Regions from separate parts of the Rattus norvegicus genome. Here regions 1 and 2 are each linked to region 3. The links are chromatin contacts, called in public Hi-C maps. All regions are on one chromosome and are shown on one strand. Each heading gives the region's core, a stretch centred on a gene start, on an enhancer-like site or on the middle of the called end of the contact. The rest is flanking DNA. Distances are from core to core; before and after follow the strand shown.

Region 1 (4,042 bases), core at 1,336-3,835, 140 kb before region 3:
CCAAAAAACCCCAAAACACTTGGTTTCCATTTTTCTTACCACTCAGCAAACCAAACAAGTAGGAAAAAAAAATACTAGTTTTAAGAATCAAGTATGTCAGCTGGAAAGATAGCTCTGCAGGACATTGCTTGCCCAGCACACACAAGGCCCCAAGTTCATTCAGCATGTACACACCAAAGAATCAAATAAGCAGCAGGAATGGTAGTTACATGTCCATGATCCCAGGACCAAGAGACTGCACGAAGAGGCTCTAAGTTTAAGGCCAGGCTAGGTAACAAGAGTGTGAACCTGTTAGCATCTTGCCTTTCCTAACCTAAAGTAAAAACATTGCTTTTTTCTTAGTTATCTGCTATGTGCTGAAATGGCAGAGTATATGTGCATGTGATATGATTATACACACACACACATCTATCAATCATCACGACTCTTACTACCTACTGGGATTGACCTCTGCCATGCTAAGTACTCAGCCTTGAGACCCCCCTCATCACAGCAAGGTGTGCTTTAAATCTACCATCAGCACAGGATAAAGGCTCAAAAATTAAACACGTGACCTTCTTGTCAATACTGACTGCAAAATGGTTATGTTCCATATGATCAGATATGTTCTCTATCAACAGGAAAGTAAAATTTTTAAATGTATAAAATGGCAACGAACTACCTGCCTAATATGATTAAATTTGTTCCTTTTAACCTTAAAAGTAATCAAGAAGTTGTCCTCATTTTCAATAGATTTATAATAGAAGTGATTTACCAAACTGAATGCAACTTTCTCATAAGAGTTCATGAAAAGCCACAGAAAGTATTTCCCAAAATTTGCCAAAAGCAACTTTCGTCTCCTTTCCCTGTAATCATCAAAACAAAATCCCAACTCCAAATCCTTTCCAGCGTAAGAAAGAAACTGTGGGAACCTTTAGAAGCGTTTTTCCATAAAAGCTTAAACGCATAGACACATCCAAATTGGAGCAGCAGGACAGAGGACAGGCTGGGCAGCTCAGCAACAGAATGCTGACTAGCATGTGTCAGGCCCTAGGTTCAAGCCCGAGTACTGTCGTCCCCGCCCTGCCCCAGCCACCCTTTACAAATAATTTTCAAAGAACAATCAATAGTTGGAGGAAGTCAAAAAGGAAAAAATGTGGCACTCGGTTACCTGGTGATAACTGTTCCACCACCTCAGCGTTTTGTAAAGCAAAAATTATACTTTTTGGAAAGAAATTAACTTTACAACAATGAACATACTCATGTTGATAACTTTTTTTTTTAAACTCGGACCTAGGGCCCTTGTGCATGCTAGGTAGATGATATACCACTGACCTCCGTTCACAGCCAAAGAACTTTTTCTACCCCTGTGTTCAAAATGAATCTTTTCCTCAGCACAGGTGGGGAAGAGATATACTCTCTGACTCGACTCGTGCTTGAAATTCTAAAATTTAACTTCCCAAGAGAGAACTTTGAGGTTCCTTTCTCAGTTGTTACTATCCAAGTTTAGCTGTAGGCAGTCAATTCTTGTTGCTTAAAGACCTGATCGGAAACTGTACTGGTTAAATGTTGTGGATGTTTGCTGACCCTAATGTTTGTACTTCTTACTTGCATTAGCTGGATGAAGAAAATGTCCGAAGAATGCTACATAGGTATTTTAAGGTAACTGCACTTACTAGTGAAGTGGAATGAAGGCTCCGTGACACTAGGAGTGACTCTATTAGCCTGGACCTTCATTTAAATTAAATCCCACACAAATTGCTTACCTTGGATGACATGCTCTGGTGAGATTGTCTTCTTTTCTGACTTGTTACAAATCTCGTTGGCTTCGGAAGATATAAGGTGAATGAATTCAGTGCAGCAGTTCACTACGAGCTCTCGGGCATCGTTGGCCACCCTGACATTAGGGAGAGTCTCTTTGATCATCTTATTTATAGCAGCTCTCGGGATAGTGAGATCATCGTCGTTGCCAGACGAGGAAGCCATCGTGCCTTCCTGTCTTTCAAGCCCTAACTTTTAAAGTCCTCCCTCTAGTCCACCACTCCACGAAGATTTCTCAACAGGCTGTCCCTGGAGAGAGATGTCGGGGTCCGGGAGGCTCAGAGTGCAGCAGAAACCAGGAAGGAGCGGGCTCGAGGGCAGGGAACACCCACTGTGTGAGAGATTTTAGTGCGGATATGAAGGAGAGGTCAGGGGGCTGAGGGCTCGCTCTGGGGACACCACTCCCAGGGCTCAAGAACCACCTTGCGTGTCGCCTCAAACGGACTGGCGCTGTCGCCTAACCGAACCTAAACGGCTCGGGGGCGCACGCAAGACCGAGGAGTACCCGCCCGGCCGCAGTACCGGGCGGACGCACCACAGCAGGGTCGGCTCTACAGAGCCGGAGCCCCCGCGGCCACCGCCACTAGCAGCGGTTGCAGCCGCCTCGGCCAAACCATCCTTCAGGCACCCGCGCCGCCGCCTCACAACATGTCTGCCGAAGCCGCAGCTGAACGCACGCTGGCTGCCTGGGAACCAAGTGGACAGGGCCGAAAACAGCGGGAGCCGCAGCGGCAGTCGCCGCGACCGAGCGTTTGGCCGAGAGCAGGCTGTGGGAGCAGAAGCGGCGCTAACGGTGGTCTTTCTACGGGCCGGGGAAGGAGGTTTGCCGCAAGCTGATCCCGACACGCTTTGCGCCACCGGAAGTCTCACTCCCGGGGTCCCACCCGCCCTCCTCGACGGATTTCCGAGTGCTCGCCCCGCCCTTCACCCCGCCCGGGCGGGCGGGAACCGCCGGTGCTGGCAGCCCGCAGCTTCCGCCCGTCGCTGCCCGCGCTCTGCGTCCCCGCGTTTCCTCAATCAGGCCCTAGGGGAGCTCGCCTGCTCTGTGGAGGGATGTGTGGGCCGAAGGGCCATCGGAGGGCCACGTGGCGGAGCAGCCCTGGTCTTTACCGAAGAACTTCCTTTTCCTACGTCCTTAGCTGTCGGAATTAGGGCACTGAGTGAGAGGAGCATATCCCGGCGTGTGGGGAAAAAGGCCTTTGTAACTGCTTAACAGCGTTCAGATCGGAACTCCCTGTGCTCATTTATGACAAAAAAAAAAAAAAAAAAAACAAACGAAGCTTTCAAATAAGTGGCTACCCTCCGTAGCACAAACGGCTAAATCAGAAATTAGTAGTCTGATCCAAAGCTGTGAGTTTGGCCTACCATGAGCTATGGCCCTCTGCACACTTGCTTTTGGAGAGAAGACCAAAAAAAAAAAAAAAAAAATTGGTTTATCTCAAGCGAGTCTGATACTTGCTTCTTTCCGGGTGATTATTAATAACTAGTGCCACATTCATCAGGGAAATTATATTATTAAAAAAAAAAAGCTCAGCCAGGAGATGGCTTTAATCCCAGCACTTTAGATGAGACGCTCAGGCAAGCAAGTCAAGTTCCAGGACAGCCAGGGCAACACTGAAGAAACCTGTCTCCAAACACAAACACAGGCAAAACCAAAAAACTTCACATACGGTCCCATTAATAAATAGTGGGACGTTGTAACTTTTGAAAGGGCTAAGGCACTTAAGCCAACGTGTACAGTTTAGTTTATCGTAATTTTTTGTAGACAGATTGGCAGCTGGGCTGTTGGCAATAATTTAAGATGTTTGGTTTCCAGGAGACTATCATTGTCCCCTCCTACCTGCCTCACTAGACATAGCTTCAGCACTGACCTAGAACACCAGCCTTTGAGTAATTTTTATCTTCAACATTTTCTTCAAGATGCTTCCTGGGAACCATACATTCTTCACTATCAGTGCTACTAAGTTTAATCTTTGATTATAAGGAGTAAATTTCTTCTTCGAAATAAGTAAATTTTGGTTGAGATGTGTTAAGACTTAGGTAAAATATTAAGGTCTAGATGTAAAGTTAAGGCCTAGGTGACTGTTACCTGGGTGGCTTGGCATTTTGTGCTGTTATTATATGGAAACTTTCACATATGAGAATCTTATCTACAGAGTGCTTGTGAGTACTCCTGAGACACTGTCTAAATTGTTTATATCTGCAACCCCGATCCTCGTTGTTGTATTTTATTTTTGTTTTT
Region 2 (4,362 bases), core at 500-2,999, 160 kb after region 3:
TGCCTGTCTTCCCATCCCAAAATGTAATATCCATAAAGGTAGGGATTCTGCCTGCTTTGTCTCTTTGTGCATACAGAAAAAAAATTTTTTTTGAACAGTGTCTGGGAGCTAAGAAAATACACACTGAGGAGCTGGAGAGGTTGCTCCATGGTTAAGGGGGCCTCCTGCTGTCCCGGAGAACTGGAGCTTGCTTCCCAGCACCCACATTGGGCAGCTTAAAACCGATTGAAATTCCAGCCCCTCTTTTATGAGCAACCACACAAATGTGGCAGACCTACACATATAAATAATAAAACCTTTAAAAGTTCAAGGAAACCAGTAGGATCCATCCTTTCCTCATTCTCCTTCTTCCTTCCCTCCCTTCTTCTGTCTCTGTCTTAACCTCGGGTTGGCCCTGAATACCTGATCCTGCTTACACCTCCCAAGTGTTGGAATTACAGGTATGAGTCACCGTGCCCAGCTCCCGTTTACCTTAATCTTAGAGATTACTGAAGTCATTTAATTAAAAACGAAACACAGTGGCTAATGCACTTATTTGCAAGTAACGAAATATTATTCAGGCTAAAAACCTGTCTCCAGAAGCTGAGAGCACTAGAAACATAAACTTAGTGGGTATCACGTGGAATTATGGTAGAATGAGGGGAAAAAAATGGGATAGGACCTGCGTCTCCCCGCTTTGATGTCACTCGGATCATCAGCTGTCCTTTTTTTTTTTTTTTTTTTTTTGGTTCTTTTTTTCGGAGCTGGGGACCGAACCCAGGGCCTTGCGCTTCCTAGGTAAGCACTCTAACCACTGAGCTAAATCCCCAGCCCCATCAGCTGTCCTTCTATGGTGGCTCTTTCCCCCTTATTTTGGCCATCAGTGTCAAAAGAAGGAAGCCACTCCTTCTGTATAGCCTTAACTGAGTTGCTCTGCCAAGTCTTAGGTCTCCTGACTTTAGAAATGTGTTTATTCGGCATTTATTTATTTATTTAACCTTTGAGTCAGGATTCTAGAGGCAAAAGAAAATTCTAAAGTTGTTTTGCAAACAATGCAAACTTCAGAAAGTCGAAATTCTGTGTGTGTGTGTGTGTGTGTGTGTGTGTGTGTGTGAGAGAGAGAGAGAGAGAGAGAGAGAGAGAGAGAGAGAGAGAGAGAGAGAGAGAAACTGAATGTACGCAAAGCACGAAGTGTCTGGAAGGCCACGCAGAACTGAGAGAGGAGGATTCCCTTCCTCCCCTAGATACCGGTGGTCGCATCTCCAGAGCGCCTCCTTTCCCTGGAGAGGATCTATTAGTTGGTCGCCTAGGAAGCAGCTCCAAGCATCCACAGAATTTCTGTGCAACCCGCTCGCACAGGTCCTGACTCGAAATGGAGACCGGAGCGCGGACGCTAGGGCTCCGCGCGTGCAGCCGCAAGCCTGTAACAGCGAAGTGGGCGCTCCACGGAGCCCACGCTGTGCGCACCCCCGCGCTGCTCGCGCCAGCCTCGGCCGCACCCCTCCCCCGTCCGCGCCTCCCCTTTAAGCACGGAGGCGCAGGCGGATTTGTGTCGGCGGACGCGAGGCTCGACCCCCCCTTTATGGCGGAGCCCCGCGCCCGCGCCTTGACAACCGCCACGGCTGGCCGTGGGGGCGGGGTTCTGCGCGCAGAGCCGGCCTCCGCCGCCCGCCGCCGCCCGCCGCCCTCGCTGCAGCGCGGCCCCGGAGTGCGCGCGCCGGGGGCGGGCCGTGGGCGGGCCAGCGGGGCAGGGGCGGGGAGGCCGGCGGGCGGCCGCGCTCGGGTCCGCCTCCGACTGCGGCGCGGCGGGGCGATGTGAGTGCCATGGCGAGGAGTGTCTGCGCGGGGGCCTGGCTGAGGAAACCCCATTACCTCCAGGTAGGCCGGCCGCGGCCCCGCCACGCGCCCTCCGCTCCGCGCCACGCGGGACTCCGCGCTCGGTCCTCCCTCTGTGCGCGCCCCGCCGCCTCCTGCGGACCGGCACCTGGCGGCGCGCCTTCCCCAACCCCGGTCCGCCCCGCGTCCCGCTCCCTGGGCGCCGCCCCAACCCTGCGCCCCTCCGAGTCCCGGCCAGGACACTCTGCAGTCCCTGCTCTGCGCGCTCTCCTGCTCTCCCCAAGGGCCCCGGCGACCTGCCATTCCTGACTCTGTGTCTGGGGTAGGAAAGGGTGGTGTGTCATTCCTCCATGTTTCACAGAATCGTGACCGATTGTCATACCAGTGGTTTCCCAAGTCCCAGCCAGCGGATGTGCCTCGTGCAGATGCCCTGGGTTTGGTGTTCTCATCACATCTCTGGTTTAAATGGGAGGAAGGAATCGGCAAGCCCGATCCAGGCGATGGCCATTCGCTTTGCAAAACAGGGGGTAGTGACTGCTGTGCGGCTCTCCACTAAGCCCACCAGCAATGCGAACGCAATTCTCAGTCACGTCGTGTGTACTGTTGGCGTGTTAATTTTTCATGATTTTCTGTTCCGCTGTCAGTAGGCTTTAGAACCCTCCTGCTGCCTTCGTGCACTGTTCGGTCGCCAGGGGGACCTAGTGGACGTCGTGAGTAGCTGAGCGCAAATCCATAGCTCGGATGGAAAAACAACTACAAATCAATGCCTCACACATAGACAGTAGTGTTATGTCTATAGAGGACGCTGCTTACATTAAAAGGTCTGAGAGCCGGACTGGTGTTTTAGGTCAGTTGATGATATGCTTCTTTCGAGTATGGAAAAAAAAGTTGAGGAGAAACCATCACAGTCCAAATAAATGTTACGTTTTAATTTGAAATTTGCATGTGTAAGTCATTATATTGAAACAAGTGATACCCAGATTTAGAGGATGTTTTGACAACTCGTGGTATTAAGGGTGTAAGACTAAATATTTATAGCAGCATCACCAGAAATAGTTGCACCTTCAGTACCAGTGTTGGAACCCAATCTTGCCTTCTACTCCGCCAGAATAAAGTATGTTGGCATATTTAAAATCTTTGAACTTAAACTACTTGGCTTTCATTTATTAATTTTTTAGGGTTGGTAGAGTTTTAGGCTTTAGTTTTGGCTCTAAATGTTTTCCACAGATGTGAAAGAAATCTTTGGCACTGTAACTAACTGTACAAGGGTTTTCTGATTTGATTAAGAGTTCTGGGTTCAATCCCAGCACCACACACACAAAATTAGTTTTACAGATCGTTATGCCTACATTAATGACAGTGTGTTTCTTTCTGAATCTGCATCATTATCAATGATCAAATTAGGGTAAGCTTGCTAGTGGGCTAATATTATTAGATTTTTTAAAGATGCTTAAACTTATTAAAATACCAGCACTTGGGAGGTAGGTCTAAGTGAGTTCAAGGATAGAGAAATCTTGTCTCAAAACTTTTTAAAGGTAAACTTAAGATTTCTTTTAAAAGGTTCTCATGTGACCCAGATTGGCTTAGAACTAGCTAGGTAGCTAAGGATGACCTTGAATTTCTGATCCTCCTGCTTTTAAGAGTTTGTGACTGCAAGGGTATGTATGTATGTATGGTACAATTCATATTCCAGTGTTGTTCCTGAGGAGCCAACAAACCCTCTACATAGGCCAGAGAGTCCTAGGAATCCTCTTGTCTCCACTCATTCAGGCCCTCAGTTTTCTTTTTTCTTTACTTCTTCAAAGTTATACATCATGTTTAGCATTAACTTACCATCTAGTTAAATTTGATTATTCATGGAGAGGGTTTCTTGTACATTGTCTTTTGGCAAAAGAAAATAAATACCTTTCCCTTTAACAGCCTTTAACATACACACACACACACACACACACACACACACACACACACACACACACACACACTTTTTGAGACCAAGTCTCATTAGTAGCACAGGCTAGCCTTGAATTCCCGGTCTTCCTGTTTCTACCTCCCAAGTACAGGGATTTCCAGTGTGCCCGCTATACCTTAGCTCAGGGAAACTGGTTCTTATGTTATGTTTTGAGGGAATATCTTATAATGCAGATACCTGTTTTGAGGGGTTTTTGCTTTTCCATTTGTGCTCTTTTGAGATAAGGTCTTGCTATGTATGGTGCTGTCTGGCTTGTACTCAGGTATTCAGGTTAACCTCAGACTCACGGTGGACCTTCTGCCATAACCTCTCAAATACTGGGATCATAGGCCTGCCCAGTGGCACCTGCCAGATACCTGATTTCAATAGCATTTCTGTCCAGGTACATTTTTGCTGTTGGTTTTTTGAAACAGAGTTTCTCTGTGTAGCCCTGGCTGTCCTGGAACTCACTCTGTAGACCAGGCTGGCCTTAAACTCAGAGATCCACCTGCCTCTGCCTCCCAAGTGCTAGGATTAAAGGCATGTGCTACCGCCCCCTCTCCAGATACATTTTAAGTTACAATGAGGTTGTAATCATT
Region 3 (4,341 bases), core at 187-2,686:
ACTATACACAGTGAACTGTTTGTTGCATCAACTGGTGCAAGTGTCTCTAGGGTTATGAAATGTTTCTTGGCCATAAAAGAAAAATCATGACAGGCTCTGAGTTTAAAGGCGTTGCTCTTTCAAAGGACTGTTACTGATATTCTCAGCCCCCACATGGTGGCTTTCACTGGTCTGTAACTCCAGTTTCATAGGATCCCAAAACCACAGACCCAGAATAGAATTAAAATCACAGCAAAGGACACTTTATTATTATATTACTAAAATAAAAACTAAAAGATTTTATATGTTCAAGAGTGTGTTATACTTAGGAAAGCTCAATATTTTGAATGGATAAATGCATAAACTGCCTTCTCCCTTCCCCACTCAGGTAAAATCGGTTTTGGTACATTAATATCCCACTCAAAGTTTCTCGGGAAATTTTTCTTGGATTAAGAAAAGAAAACTCTCACCTTATTGGAAAAAGTTGAGGCCTAAAATTAAATGAGTTGTTTTATAGCTATTAATGTTTCTACCCTCTTTCCAGTTTTGTTTTCACAAATTTGTTTCTGCTTAAGTTCAAATAATTTCCCAGGCAATAAGTGGCTCAGGTTCCGATGCTACTCCACATCTATTCAACATCTCTAGCTTCATACAGGATAATGAAGAAGAAAAAAAATGAAGAAACTTTAGACTAAAAAGTGCTGTTCAGTAGGAGACCATTTAAGTCAGGGTTTTACGTTCAGCAATTTTTGCATTTACACAGGAGAATTTTCTAGCCGTTCTGAACCAGTATGTCTGGAATTTAAACATCCTCATTTTCCTGGGGACCGTTTACCTGTAGTATGAGTGCATAGAGAGGCTGATCACCTTACCTATAGGGCGGCCCTGACAACGGTATCTTCAAGTCTAGTGTAAAAAAATGCGTTCTAGGTGGACACACGCACACTCATCGAGTGAAGGACAAGCACTTTACACTCTATAAAAATCCCGTGACAGGATTTTCCGCTTGAGAAAGAGTACATGGCTTTATACAGTATTTTATTTCAAGAAAGAGGTCCTCCATCTGCCTGTAGGAAGAAAAGCAAAATTCGGCATCCTCCTTTCCGATTCTGCCTCACATAAAACAAAACGCCTCCTCACAGGCAGGCCAGGAGCATTGCCGACTATCCCAAGAGAAACAAGCCCCTCAGGACAGCCCGTTTCCAACCAGGAGCCATTTGCTCACCACCCAGGTCGCAGCCAGGGTTAGCGCCCCCAGACCACGGCGCACCGCGTGGCTCCTCTGCGCTCGGAAGCCTGGGACACTCTCGCAGCCCACGAAGTGGAAGCCTCGGACTCTCGAAGAGGAGAACCAGCGAACCTCTGAGGCGCCGAGTTCGAACCGCCGCGGCAGCCGTTAGGACCCGCCTCCCCGGCCGCAACCCCGCCCCCACGCGAGCTCCGCAAAAAAAAAAAAAACGACGCTGATCGCAGGGCATGCCGGGAAACGAGGCTGGACGCCCGGTTGGGCGGCGCGCCGAGGTCACATCGGACTACATTTCCCAGCGTTATCGCCGCCAACGTTGATTGGCGTGTGTGAAGGAAGCCGAAACCGACAAGTCCTCTGTGAAGGAAGGATGCGAAACCCAGAAGGGAGCAGAAACGGGCCGCTGGCTCCGCCCTCGCCCGGCCCAGTGGCAGACACTGCTTCCACTTTCCGTGGGAGCGTGAGCCGCTCCGCTGCTCTAAGTTCCCTCGGATCGGGATTTCACAGCGGAGGCGCCGGCATCCCGCACCTCCCTATACACGTCCAGTGTGAAATCGACAGGGATGGGCGTCAGGATGTGGTTGCCATTCCCCATGCTGCTCCTGTCCGCTCTGCCCGCAACGTTGCTGAGCGGGGCGGCCGGCTTCACACCCTCTTTGGATAGTGACTTCACCTTCACGCTGCCCGCCGGCCAGAAGGAGTGCTTCTACCAGCCCATGCCCCTGAAGGCGTCGTTGGAGATCGAGTACCAAGTAAGTGCGGGGGTGAGCTGGGCTTCCTTGGGCCGGACCGCACCATGTGGTGACATGGTCGCCTCGCAACAGCTTGGAAAACTTGCCGACCGCGACCGAGGTGAATCTGAGGGGGGCCTCCTGGGAAGCTGACCTGCTCGGCGCAGGCGTACTAGGAGTTCCTGGGAGCCTGGAACACACAAGTTTGACCAGTCCTAAAATTGATACCTACCCACCCTCTTCTCTTTCCTCTGGTAGGAAAGAGGCCAGCACTGGTGACGTCATTGGCGTTACTCTTTGTTTCTTAATTCCCCCATGCCATTTCAAGCTAGTTTGCAAACGCTACACAGTTCTGAGAAGTTCACAGGAAGGGGCTGGTATACGTTCTACTTTATTATTGGACGAAGTGATGACACTTTTTTGACTCACTCTCACCACTTTCACCAAATTCCAGTATTATAAAACCATCACGATGTTTTGAATTGTGGCTGGGCAGTGGTGGCACACGCCTTTCATCCCAGACTCCGGAGGCAGAGGAAGGTAGATGGATCTCTGTACAGTCAAGGCTGCACAGTGAACCCCTGTCTTGGGAGGAGGCGAGGAAGAATTGAATTGTGTCCGTGCAAAGATCTCTTAAGTCAGATTTTGAAATGAACTGTTGCAGTATTTACTGGTATATTGTCATCCCGGGTGTATATCCATCACTTTGAAATCAAACGTTATGACCTTTCTTCCTTTGAACTTTGTCTGAACTTTGTCAGCTTTCTAACCGCGTCATTGTTTTCTTTTTAGTATCAGCAGAATACATTTATTATTAAATCTTTTTTAATCATGTAGAATTTTTATGTGAGGATCCTTTGGGATTATTTATAGAAGTTTACATTAAAGGAAGTATCCAAAGTCATAATATACAAAATCTCAGCAAAACTGAAATTGCAGCTTAATATTTTTTGATTTCCATTTGTGAGCAAAAGTTCAGCATTTACTGAACAATTAATGTAAGCAAGGAATTGTGCCAGAAGGAGGGACAAATTAAGAAAAACCTGGTTCTCAGGATTTTGAGGGTTTATAGGCAGGTTTTGTTTGGGTTTGAGGGATTTTTGGTAGGTTGTGGTTGGCTGGTCGGTTGGTTGATCTATTTTTGAGACAAAGTTTCACTATATATCCCATGGCATTAAATTCAATATTCACCCCAGGCTAGCCTCAGATCTTCAAAGGAGTCCTTCTCAGTGCCCTGAGGACTGGTAGTATAGCATGAACCATCCTACAGGTAATTCGAGTAAAGCAGGATTACATATTGTTAGAATATAATCATTTCTTGGCTTTCAGAGAATAGAGTTGTTGGAGAAAATAAAAATAAATCTGAAAATAAGATAATGCAAGGAATGAGGTCAGTTTTAGAAAAGGGAAGAACTGAGAAGACACTGTGATTTTAGAATGTATAGACTGAGTGTTCAGAGGTGTGTAAGTACTAAGTTTTTATTAGCTTTGAAGACTGTAAGGTCTTAGGGTAGGAGTAGCAAAGGAAGTACACCATACTGCTAGGCAACAGAGAAGGGACCATAAATGTGTTTTATGATAAATAACTTTTCCTTATTTTTTGCAAGGACATGTAAGATTTAAGCAGATAGGTAGGTAGACTGTAAAAGGCAGATTTAAAGGAAGCAAAAATAGAGAAACCAGCTATGGGTTTAGTGAAAGAGTCTAGATAAGAAAAGAAAATTTAGGGGTTGGGGATTTAGCTCAGTGGTAGAGCGCTTGCCTAGCAAGCACAAGGCCCTGAGTTCGGTCCCCAGCTCCGAAAAAAAGAAATTTTATTAATCAAAAACTTGGCTTGCAAGCAAGCATGGTGCTAATTCTAAATCCTCAGGAGGCTAAGGGAGGAAGATGAAAAGTTAAGGCCAGCCTGGGCTATGTGATGAGGCCCTGTCTCAAAAAGTAAGTTGGTGCACAATGCAGGAGGTCAGCATCTGGCCTCCACGTGCACATCTTTTAACAGTAGGGCATGGGGTGCATGCCTTTGATCCTAGCACTCCGAAGGAAGCAAAGGCTGGACAAGCCTGGTTTACATAGTGAGTTCCAAGATAGCCAGGGCCACATAAAGAGACCCTGTGTCCAGTTAAGTACGTAAATAGATAAAATCTTTTAAAAATCCTTATATCGTATGGTTTATTTTATAGAACTTTCTATTTTCAAACTTTGTAATATAAATTTTTCTCTTCTATAGGTTTTAGATGGAGGAGAATTAGATATTGATTTCCACCTTGCCTCTCCAGAGGGCAGAACCTTAGTTTTTGAACAAAGAAAATCAGATGGCGTTCATACGTAAGTTGAGACACTGGGGAGGGTGGGACAGGCTGGCTTGGAACTCGAAACAATTCTTTA

What was found. Hi-C and Micro-C count contacts between places; a contact is called where the count stands out from the background.
Region 1: a Hi-C map of Schwann cells shows a contact between it and region 3, with 2.4 times the contacts expected there. The contact joins the promoter of Dr1 here to the promoter of Ccdc18 in region 3. A contact is called at or near these places in 6 of 12 Hi-C or Micro-C datasets (Schwann cells, frontal cortex, kidney and 3 more) and 1 of 1 datasets of contacts at active chromatin or transcription factors (oligodendrocytes).
Region 2: a Hi-C map of prefrontal cortex shows a contact between it and region 3, with 4 times the contacts expected there. The contact joins the promoter of Dipk1a here to the promoter of Ccdc18 in region 3. A contact is called at or near these places in 2 of 12 Hi-C or Micro-C datasets (frontal cortex and prefrontal cortex) and 1 of 1 datasets of contacts at active chromatin or transcription factors (oligodendrocytes).

What each region holds. Positions count from the first base shown.
Region 1 is chr14:1,611,971-1,616,012 of GRCr8, forward strand. Dr1 (down-regulator of transcription 1) reads right to left here and starts at 2,586. Exons shown (of 3, transcript NM_001011914.1): 1 at 1,746-2,586. The coding sequence starts at 1,965.
Region 2 is chr14:1,915,604-1,919,965 of GRCr8, forward strand. It overlaps Dipk1a (divergent protein kinase domain 1A), which reads left to right and starts at 1,750. Exons shown (of 5, transcript NM_001170456.1): 1 at 1,750-1,857. The coding sequence starts at 1,804.
Region 3 is chr14:1,751,145-1,755,485 of GRCr8, forward strand. It overlaps Ccdc18 (coiled-coil domain containing 18), which reads right to left and starts at 1,437. Exons shown (of 31, transcript XM_063273809.1): 1 at 1,205-1,437; 2 at 852-1,046. Tmed5 (transmembrane p24 trafficking protein 5) reads left to right here and starts at 1,713. Exons shown (of 4, transcript NM_001007619.1): 1 at 1,713-1,977; 2 at 4,184-4,281. The coding sequence starts at 1,789.